2 separate regions of the Danio rerio genome follow, and region 2 is linked to region 1. A link is a contact called in public HiCAR-type data. All regions are on one chromosome and are shown on one strand. Each heading gives the region's core, a stretch centred on a gene start, on an enhancer-like site or on the middle of the called end of the contact. The rest is flanking DNA. Distances are from core to core; before and after follow the strand shown.

Region 1 (4,306 bases), core at 188-2,687:
ACTCAAATCACTGATTAATAAAGTCATCTGGAATGACAGAGAAATCGTTCCTGCAGGACTCCCAGAGTTCATCAAGACTCTTTGTGTTCATCTTCAATGCCTCCTCCTTCATCTTATCCCAGACATGCTCAATAATGTTCATGTCTGGTGACTGGGCTGGCCAATCCTGGAGCAGCTTGACCGTCTTTGCTTTCAGGAGCTTTGATGTGGAGGCTGAAGTATGAGAAGGAGCACTATTCTGCTGGAGAATTCACCCTCTCCTGTGGTTTGTAATGTAATGGGCAGCACAAATGTCTTGATACCTCAGGATGTTGATGTTGCCATGCGCTCTACAGATCTCTCGCACGCCCCCATACTGAATGTGACCCCAAACCATGATTTTTACCTAACCAAACTTGACTGATTTCTATGAGAATCTAGTCTCCATGTGGGTTCCAGTAGGTTTTCTGCAGTATTAGTGATGATTGGGATGCAGATCAACAGATGATTCATAGGGAAAATCCACCTTCTGACACTTTTCTAAATTATCAACTAGAAGTCAAGTTATTATTTGCTGCTCTTCCAGCTGGGATCAAAGACAAGACTTTAGTCAGGTAGTCAGTGATAAAAATGTAAAGATTTCTGCTGAATATCTAGTTATTGTATTAATTAACAAGAACAAACAATGAATACATCTAATACCATGTTTATTCATCTTTGTTAATGTTAGTTAATGGAAATAAAGGTGTTTATTGTTAGCATTAATGTTAATAAGTATAAATTTGGACTTTAACAATGCAATAATAAACGTTTAAGTACGATCAACAAATGATGTACACATATTGTTCATAACTAGTTTGTGTTAGTAAATACATTAAAATTGACTAACAAAACCTTCGTGTAAAGTGTGAATATATTTTATACAACATTAATATTTGAGTCATAATTCTAAAGGGAAATATCACAGCACATCTCAATCATAGTTAAGAACTAAGCTACTTAATACTATATAAGTGTAAATAATTAATAAAGATAATGACTTTTAACACTTCTAATAATATAAACCGTGCATTTATGATGTTTATTAATATCAATGTACAGCTCTAGTTTTAATTATCTCATAAAGCTTAGAGAATCTCAGTATTACTTAATCTAACCTAGTCTAAACTCTAATATTAGCTAAACAATTCGATAATACAGATCAAATCAGATCTAATACGGATGCTCGTGCTGATAACTAACGTTAGCCTTTCTGCTAACAGCACACACCATAGATATATATAAACAGACCCACCCCGCCATTAAACTTTATGACCTAAATATTCATATTCGCTCTGCTATCTAATGATAAAAACATTAATATACACGTGTAAGAAATTTACTTACAGTCCATGACATCTCTCCGCTGAAATAGCCCTTCTGTTTGCAGGAGTGTCTGCGTGTTGTTGTTGATGATGCCTTGGCTGAGGGCTTGTAACTAGGCGGAATGTTGACCAATCACAGCGCGTTTCCAACACACAGCGCCCACCCTACAACGCAACTGACCATTCACAGGGGTGAAGTACGGAAAAGGGCCCGCCCACAAGCCGTGGTGAAGCGGCTGTATCCAGGTGAATCGCTCTCCAATCACAACACAACTCCTAAAATTAAAGATCCGCCCACACAGCTGAAGTCAACATTAAACGTTTGCTCCATACAAATGTCCGACTGCAACATATTAGTTCGACAAATATATCAACACGCTAATTTTCTTGTATAAAGGTAGGCTATAGAAGACTATTAAAAGTATTCTCAAGTCACCCTCAAAGATTCAGCTTACCTGATGAAAGGATGAAAAAAAATAGATATCAAATTCATAAAAACATCTGTTTAAACCAAATGATATCCTTTATCTCAATATTTGCTTGGTTAGAAGAAGTCTGTGGTGTAAGACAAACTAAATAATCATATTTAGACATCAAATCCATTGATCATACTAAATATTGACCACTGTTGTTTGTCGCTTTCCCTATAAAACGATGCAACTTTGTCGAAAAATATGTAATAATTTAGGATATTTTACAAAGATTCACAGGAATGAAATTTTAAGAAAAAATCATGTCTTATTAACCAAATAAACTTGACTTGATAATAACCAAATAAAATAATATTTGTTGGCATGACAATCATTCATAAATCTGTACATGCATCTACATCATAGGTTGTGATAAGTACTAACAAGAGCTTTAAAATAAAATAATATTTCATCCAGTATATTAAGACACGTTTGATGAAAATTTACTGCATAATATAAGATTAATAAGCTTACCGGTCACTTTATTACAGGGGTCCAAACTCAATCCTGGAGGGCCAGTGTCCTGCATAGCTCCAACTCCCTTCAACACGCCTCCCTGGAAGTTTCTAATATACCTAGAAAGAGCTTAATTAGCAGGTTCAGGTGTTTAATTGGGGTTGGAACTAAAATATGCTGAACCGTGTTTGGACACCCCTGCTTTATTAGGTACACCTTACTATTATCAGTTTGGACCCCTTTTTGCCTTTAGAACCGCCTTAATCCTTCATGGCAGAGATTCAACAAGATACTGGAAATATTCCTCAGAGATTTTGCTCCATATTGACATGATAGCATCACACAGTTGCTGCAGATTTGTCGGCTGCACATCCATGATGCAAATCTCCCGTTCCACCACATCCCAAAGGTGCTCTATTGGATTGAGGTCTGGGGACTGTAGAGGCCATTTGAGTACAGTGAAATTGTCATGTTCAAGAAACCAGTCTGAGATGATTCACGCTTTATGACATGCTGCGTTATCCTGCTGGAAGTAGCCATCAGAAGATGTGTACACTGTGCTCATAAAGGCATGGACTTAACAATACTCAGGTAGGCTGTGACGTTGACATGATGCTCAATTTGTACTAATGAACTCAAAGTGTGCAAATAAAATCTCCCCCACACCATTACACCACCACCACCAGCCTGAACCGCTGATACAAGGCAGGTTGGATCCATGCTTTCATGTTGTTTATGCCAAATTCTGACCCGACCATCCGAATGTGTCAGCAGAAATGGAGACTCATCAGAGCAGGCAACGTTTATCAAATCTCCTATTGTTCAGTTTTGGTGAGCCTGTGTGAATTGTAGCCTCAATTCAACAGGAGTTTTTAGCTGACAGGAGCGGCACCCGGTGTGGTCTTGGATGTGTTGTGTGTTCAGAGATGCTCTTCTGCAGAGCTCGGTTGTAGCGAGTGCTTATTTGAGTTACTGTTGCCTTTCTATCAGCTGGAGCCAGTCTGGCCATTCTCCTCTGACCTCTGGCACCAACAAGGCATTTGTGCCCACAGAACTGCCGCTCACTGGATATTTCCTCTTTGTCAGACCATTCTCTATAAACCCTGGAGATGGTTGTACGTGAAAAACCCAGTAGATCAGCAGTTTCTGAAATACTCAGACCAGCCCGTCTGGTATCAACATCCATGCCACCTTTAAAGTCACTTAAAATCACCTTTTTCCCCATTCTGATGCTCACTTTGAACTGCAGCAGATTGTCTTGACCATGCCTAATACATGCATTGAGTTCCTGCCATGTGAATGGCTGCTTAGAAAGTTGAACAGGGGTCCCTAATAAAGTGGCCAGTGAGAGTATATTAAAATAAAAAAATAAATACACTGCTGCTAATAAAATAAACCATAAAAATTAATATAGGAATCTGATAATTCAGCAATGAACGAATCTGATGTACAAAAGTCACACAAAAGTCCAATGTTCAACACATTTTTATTCATTATAAACTGTATAATTTATATAAAACCAGACACAAAAGACTGAAATGAATCACTTTGAATTAAAAAAAAAAACATATTAATGTAAACTGTAAAATAAAAGAAGCAGCTCACAGCAGACATCCAACAGCAAATGAATCCGTATTTCACACACACACACACACACACACACACACACACACACACACACACACACACACACACACACACACACACACACACACACACACACACACACACACACACACACACACACACACACACACACACACACACACACACAAACACAAACACGCACACCTGACCGTTGAGAATATCTGAGCGAACAGCAGAATTACTGAAGGAATCAGAAATTTTGTGAATGAAAATAACCAAAACGAACAAAACCGAGTCAGAAATGAGCAGGGAAGCACATGAGAAATGAGGTTTTGAGAGCTTCAAGACATCAATCACCGCAGTCTGATGTAAAACACAACCAATATTACCACCTCACACCCAGAACCCCAAATATAACCGTTAAAAACAGCATGTCTGCTGGCATTACTT
Region 2 (4,452 bases), core at 1,777-4,276, 240 kb before region 1:
AGCAGTTCTGAAGGCAAAAGGGGTCTAACTCGATACTAGTAAGGTGTACCTAATAAAGTGGCCGTTGAGTGTATATTATATACAAACATTAAACATTGTATATTATTTTAAAATAAATAAACTTTAATTTCAATGCAGACTTTATGGAATAATTGCTAATTTTTATATTAGATTGTAGTCATTTAAAAAAATAGACAATTAACACTGAACTTCAACTATAATCGCACAGAATTATTAGTAGAAGGATTAAAAGAGACCTATCATACTTCTTTATACAAGATGTAAACAAGTTACAACTCAATTTAGCTCAAAATACCACACCAATAATGTTTCTACCTCTGTGAAACTGATCCTTGTAGGCTAATTGTGGTGTTTTGGAGTCTGTCGCTTTAAATTTAAATGAGATTGTGCTCTTTTCAGAAGAGGGCGGAGCCAGAAATGCCTGTGTGTCAGCATAGTGGCAGATTCAAAAACAAGACTAACATCCTATGCTAATGAGGGAGAGATGGGCACTAGTGGGCGGGGCTTTCCCCTTCTGATTACACGTACAAAGGGAGAATGTCAGGTTTGATTAGGAACAAGTACAATGAATACAATTTGACTGATAGATGCTGCTATATTCAGACTGTTGCCATACAACTGTGTTTAAACCCCTTATAAAAGTGATTTCTGCATAATAGGTCTCCTTTAACACATGAATATCTCCTGAGGGTGTCATCCTGTTTCTAAAGCAGCTCTGCTCTGGGGTTTTGGTGTTTTTCGCAATCAGATGATCAGCACATGATCTCCAGTCAGATCACAGACACACGAGCGACTCATTAAATCTTCATGAACTCACTGATGGACAAACACAGAGATCACAGCTCAGATTCAGCGTTCCTGATTCACAGTACTCGTTCATCTTCATCATCCTCTCTCACTCTGTATCAGCAGGTTCAGGAGAAACCCAGAAACCCCCCGGCAGCAGAAGCAGACAGATATCGACTCGCTGCTACTGTATTTTCCATCTGAATATTGACTCATGCTTACATCGCTTTAGGAAACTGTGCAGAGTTAGGGCTTTGAGGTACTTTATTGCTGATGTAATGGTTTATATTTTTACATTAATATTAATATTCCTTCATTCATTTTTCTTTTGGTTTAGTCCCTTTATTAATTAGTGGTCGCCACAGCGGAATGAACCCCTAACTATTCCAGCATATGTTTTACACATCAGATACCCTTCCATCAACCACACACATGGACAATTTGACTTACCCAATTCCCCTATAGCGCATGTGTTTGGACTGTGGGTGTAAACCAGAGCACCAGGAGGAAACCCATGCCAACACAGCCGAGACTCAAACCAGCAACCTTTGTGCTGTAAGGCCACAGTGCTAACCACTGCGCCACCATTCTGCCAAACAAAATATTTAGGTAAGGTAAAAAAAAAAGCTAAAATATTTGTATTTCTTCATCTTATATAATGTTTTATAGTTGAATATAGTTTAAGTTCACTTTATTAACTATTATAAATGTAGAAAATATAAATAGTTAATGTTTAATGTTTGATATATTAATCTTTTTGTATTTTGATAAGCCCAAGATGGTGACATTCCTACAGTCATGAAGGTTAAGATTTCACTTTTTATCAACTATATTATTATAAAAAAAGATAAAAAATAAGTGTAATAAAATGTAAATATTATGTCATTTGGCAGTTCTGTGTGGAGTCTGCATGTTCTCCGTGTTGGCGTGGGTTTCCCCCACAGTCCAAACACATGCACTATAGGGGAATTGATTAACTAAATTGGCTGTAGTGTATTGTAGTGTAGTGTGTGTGTGTGAATGAGTGTGTATGGGTGTTTCACAGCACACTGGGTTACAGCTGGAAGGGCATCCCCTGCGTAAAACATATGCTGGACAAGTTGGCAGTTCATTCCGCTGTGGCAACCCCAGATTAAAAAAAGGAACAAAGCTGAAGGAAAATGAGTGAATGATTAAATATAAACGTAGGTAAATGTAAACATTATTTGTTTAATGTTAATTTTATTTTAAATATATATAATCAGCCTTTAGTTCCTTACTGTGCTCTATTTAATTTCTAAAATATTTTTAAACAACTATAAATTCTGATCTCTCAAGGTTATTGTGTTTTCATCACTGCACATATATATAAAAATAAAAATACTATTTTATTATTATTATTATTATTAATGTTTGAGATTTAATTTCTAATATAAATATGAATAATTTAAATATGTTTTTTTCCTTATGTTTATTGATTGTTTTCCCTTTTCTCCCCATTAACTAGGCATACAACAACAATGCAGCCTACACAGCACATATCTACACCCTTCTTATATATGTATATACACATATACATACACACATATACACATTTTAATAGCATAGGTAAAAAATATAATAATCAATATATACATGTGCATGACAAAAACAATAATACAAAAAAAAATAAATAAATAGAAATAAAAAAACATGTTCACAAATACAATTTACATAATATTCATATATGGTTCCCAAAGATAAAGTCCTTCTGCTTGCCTTTGATGATATAAGTTAGTCTCTCCAGTCAAGAATTTTGATATTTATTATAAACATTATAGGTTAAATAATTGTTAAATATAAATATTATTTAATTATATATATGTATATATCCCTCACTGCGCTCTATTTAATGTATCTTTTTAAAGGGAATAATCGTGATCTCAGAGTCCCGCTGTGATCAATCGCGCTGTGCAGATTTCGCTGTCTCTCATCTCCTACTACGGCGTAGGCTTTGCTTACAAATATTACGCATTAAACCATGCTGACGTTGCTAGGTAACCTTCCCGCGTCCTATTACGTAACGCAATAAATACTCCCAAACCCCGCCTTTGTCAACACACAATTCGCCAACTCCCCCAGCGCCCACATACTCACGGCCAATCAGAACGTGCGCTTTCTCCAACGTCACCCTGCGATATTAATATTCTCGCGCAAAGCCTTCGCCATAGTATTTAAAGCGTCCGGTAGTGAAGGAGTTAACGGAGAGGGCGGAACTCTGCACCGGCCGCAGTAGATGATCGCAATATTGATACCGAGAGCTTCGGAGACGCTTACAGCAACATTTAATCATTCAAGATATCATTTTCAACGCCTCATATTGACCCCGGATGATGATACCGAATGAACGCGACGCGCGGAAACCGACGCGGAGGATTCAGTGGAGATATAACGTTAATATTACATCATCATCATCGCGTATATTGATTTTAAATATTTGCAGGCTGGATTATCACCTTCATCCTGGTTCATTTGAATGAATAGTTGTTGATTTTCTCATTTGTTTTGAATTTGAGCCGTTAATAAAGCGCGAGGACGCAATGGTCATCGCCGTGCACGGGTTCGAGCGCGCGCCCGCCGGGTGTCCCGCAGCCTCAGGTGTTGTGTGAGCCTCTGTCCGGTCATGTTGCCCGGTGTGGGTGTGTTCGGGACCAGCCTGACGGCCCGGGTCATCATCCCTCTGCTGAAGGGCGAGGGTTTCTCGGTGAAGGCGCTGTGGGGTCGCACGCAGGAGGAGGCGGAGGAGCTCGCGCGCGACATGAACGTGCCTTTCTACACCAACCGGATCGATGACGTGCTGCTGCATCCGGATGTGGATCTGGTGTGCATCAACCTGCCGCCGCCGCTCACCCGACAGATCGCCGTCAAGACATTGGGTGAGCCCGCTGTTTTCCTCATGCTTCATCTGGAGGCATTGCTCAATGCTGCAGGGCGCTTGTCAGATCTTGTTTTCATGTTAGGTGTGGCTTTTCTTAATGCATGACAATATCACACACTTGCATCATCAGTGCTTGCATCATAATAGTGCTTTCTGTCCAGTTAATGCACATTGAGAAACAGAAACACACAGTTTCTGCAGACTTTCAAGGGCTTGTTGCTAAAAGGGATACAGCTGCGGTGGGAAGCAAACAAGAATTATTTATTTACCAAACCATCATGATCACAGTGATGTAAAACTGTAATTAAACAGAGTATTATTCAAATTATTTATTAAATTACCTATTAAATTGTATTTTATTAACCCCGAACCCCAACCCTCACAGTAATGTAAAAACACTAAATATACAGCGTATTATTCATATTATTTATACAATTACACATTAAATTGTGTTTTATTAACCCCAAACCTAAACCCAACCATTACAGTAATGTAAAAACAGTAGTCATGCCATGTGTCATTCATATTATTTATTAAATTACTCATTAAATGGTATTTTATTAACATCTACCCCACACTAACCCTCACAGTAATGTAAAACATTAATTATACCGAGTGTCATACATATTATTTATCAAAGTACACATTAAATTTGTGTTTTATTAATATCTACCCCATCCCAACCCTAAACCCAACCCTCACAGTAATGTAAAGACAGTAGTCATGACAGGTGTCATTCATATTATTCA

What was found. HiCAR-type assays count read pairs that join an accessible place to other places.
Region 2: a HiCAR-type map of caudal fin shows a contact between it and region 1, with 6 times the contacts expected there. The contact joins the promoter of gfod1 here to the promoter of katnip in region 1. A contact is called at or near these places in 1 of 18 Hi-C or Micro-C datasets (hematopoietic stem cells) and 1 of 4 datasets of contacts at active chromatin or transcription factors (caudal fin).

What each region holds. Positions count from the first base shown.
Region 1 is chr24:43,251,063-43,255,368 of GRCz12tu, reverse strand. katnip (katanin interacting protein) reads right to left here and starts at 1,437. Exons shown (of 28, transcript XR_012399560.1): 1 at 1,366-1,437. dcun1d3 (defective in cullin neddylation 1 domain containing 3) reads right to left here. Exons shown (of 4, transcript NM_001103112.2): 4 at 3,739-4,306.
Region 2 is chr24:43,487,512-43,491,963 of GRCz12tu, reverse strand. gfod1 (glucose-fructose oxidoreductase domain containing 1) reads left to right here and starts at 3,026. Exons shown (of 5, transcript XR_012399598.1): 1 at 3,026-3,701.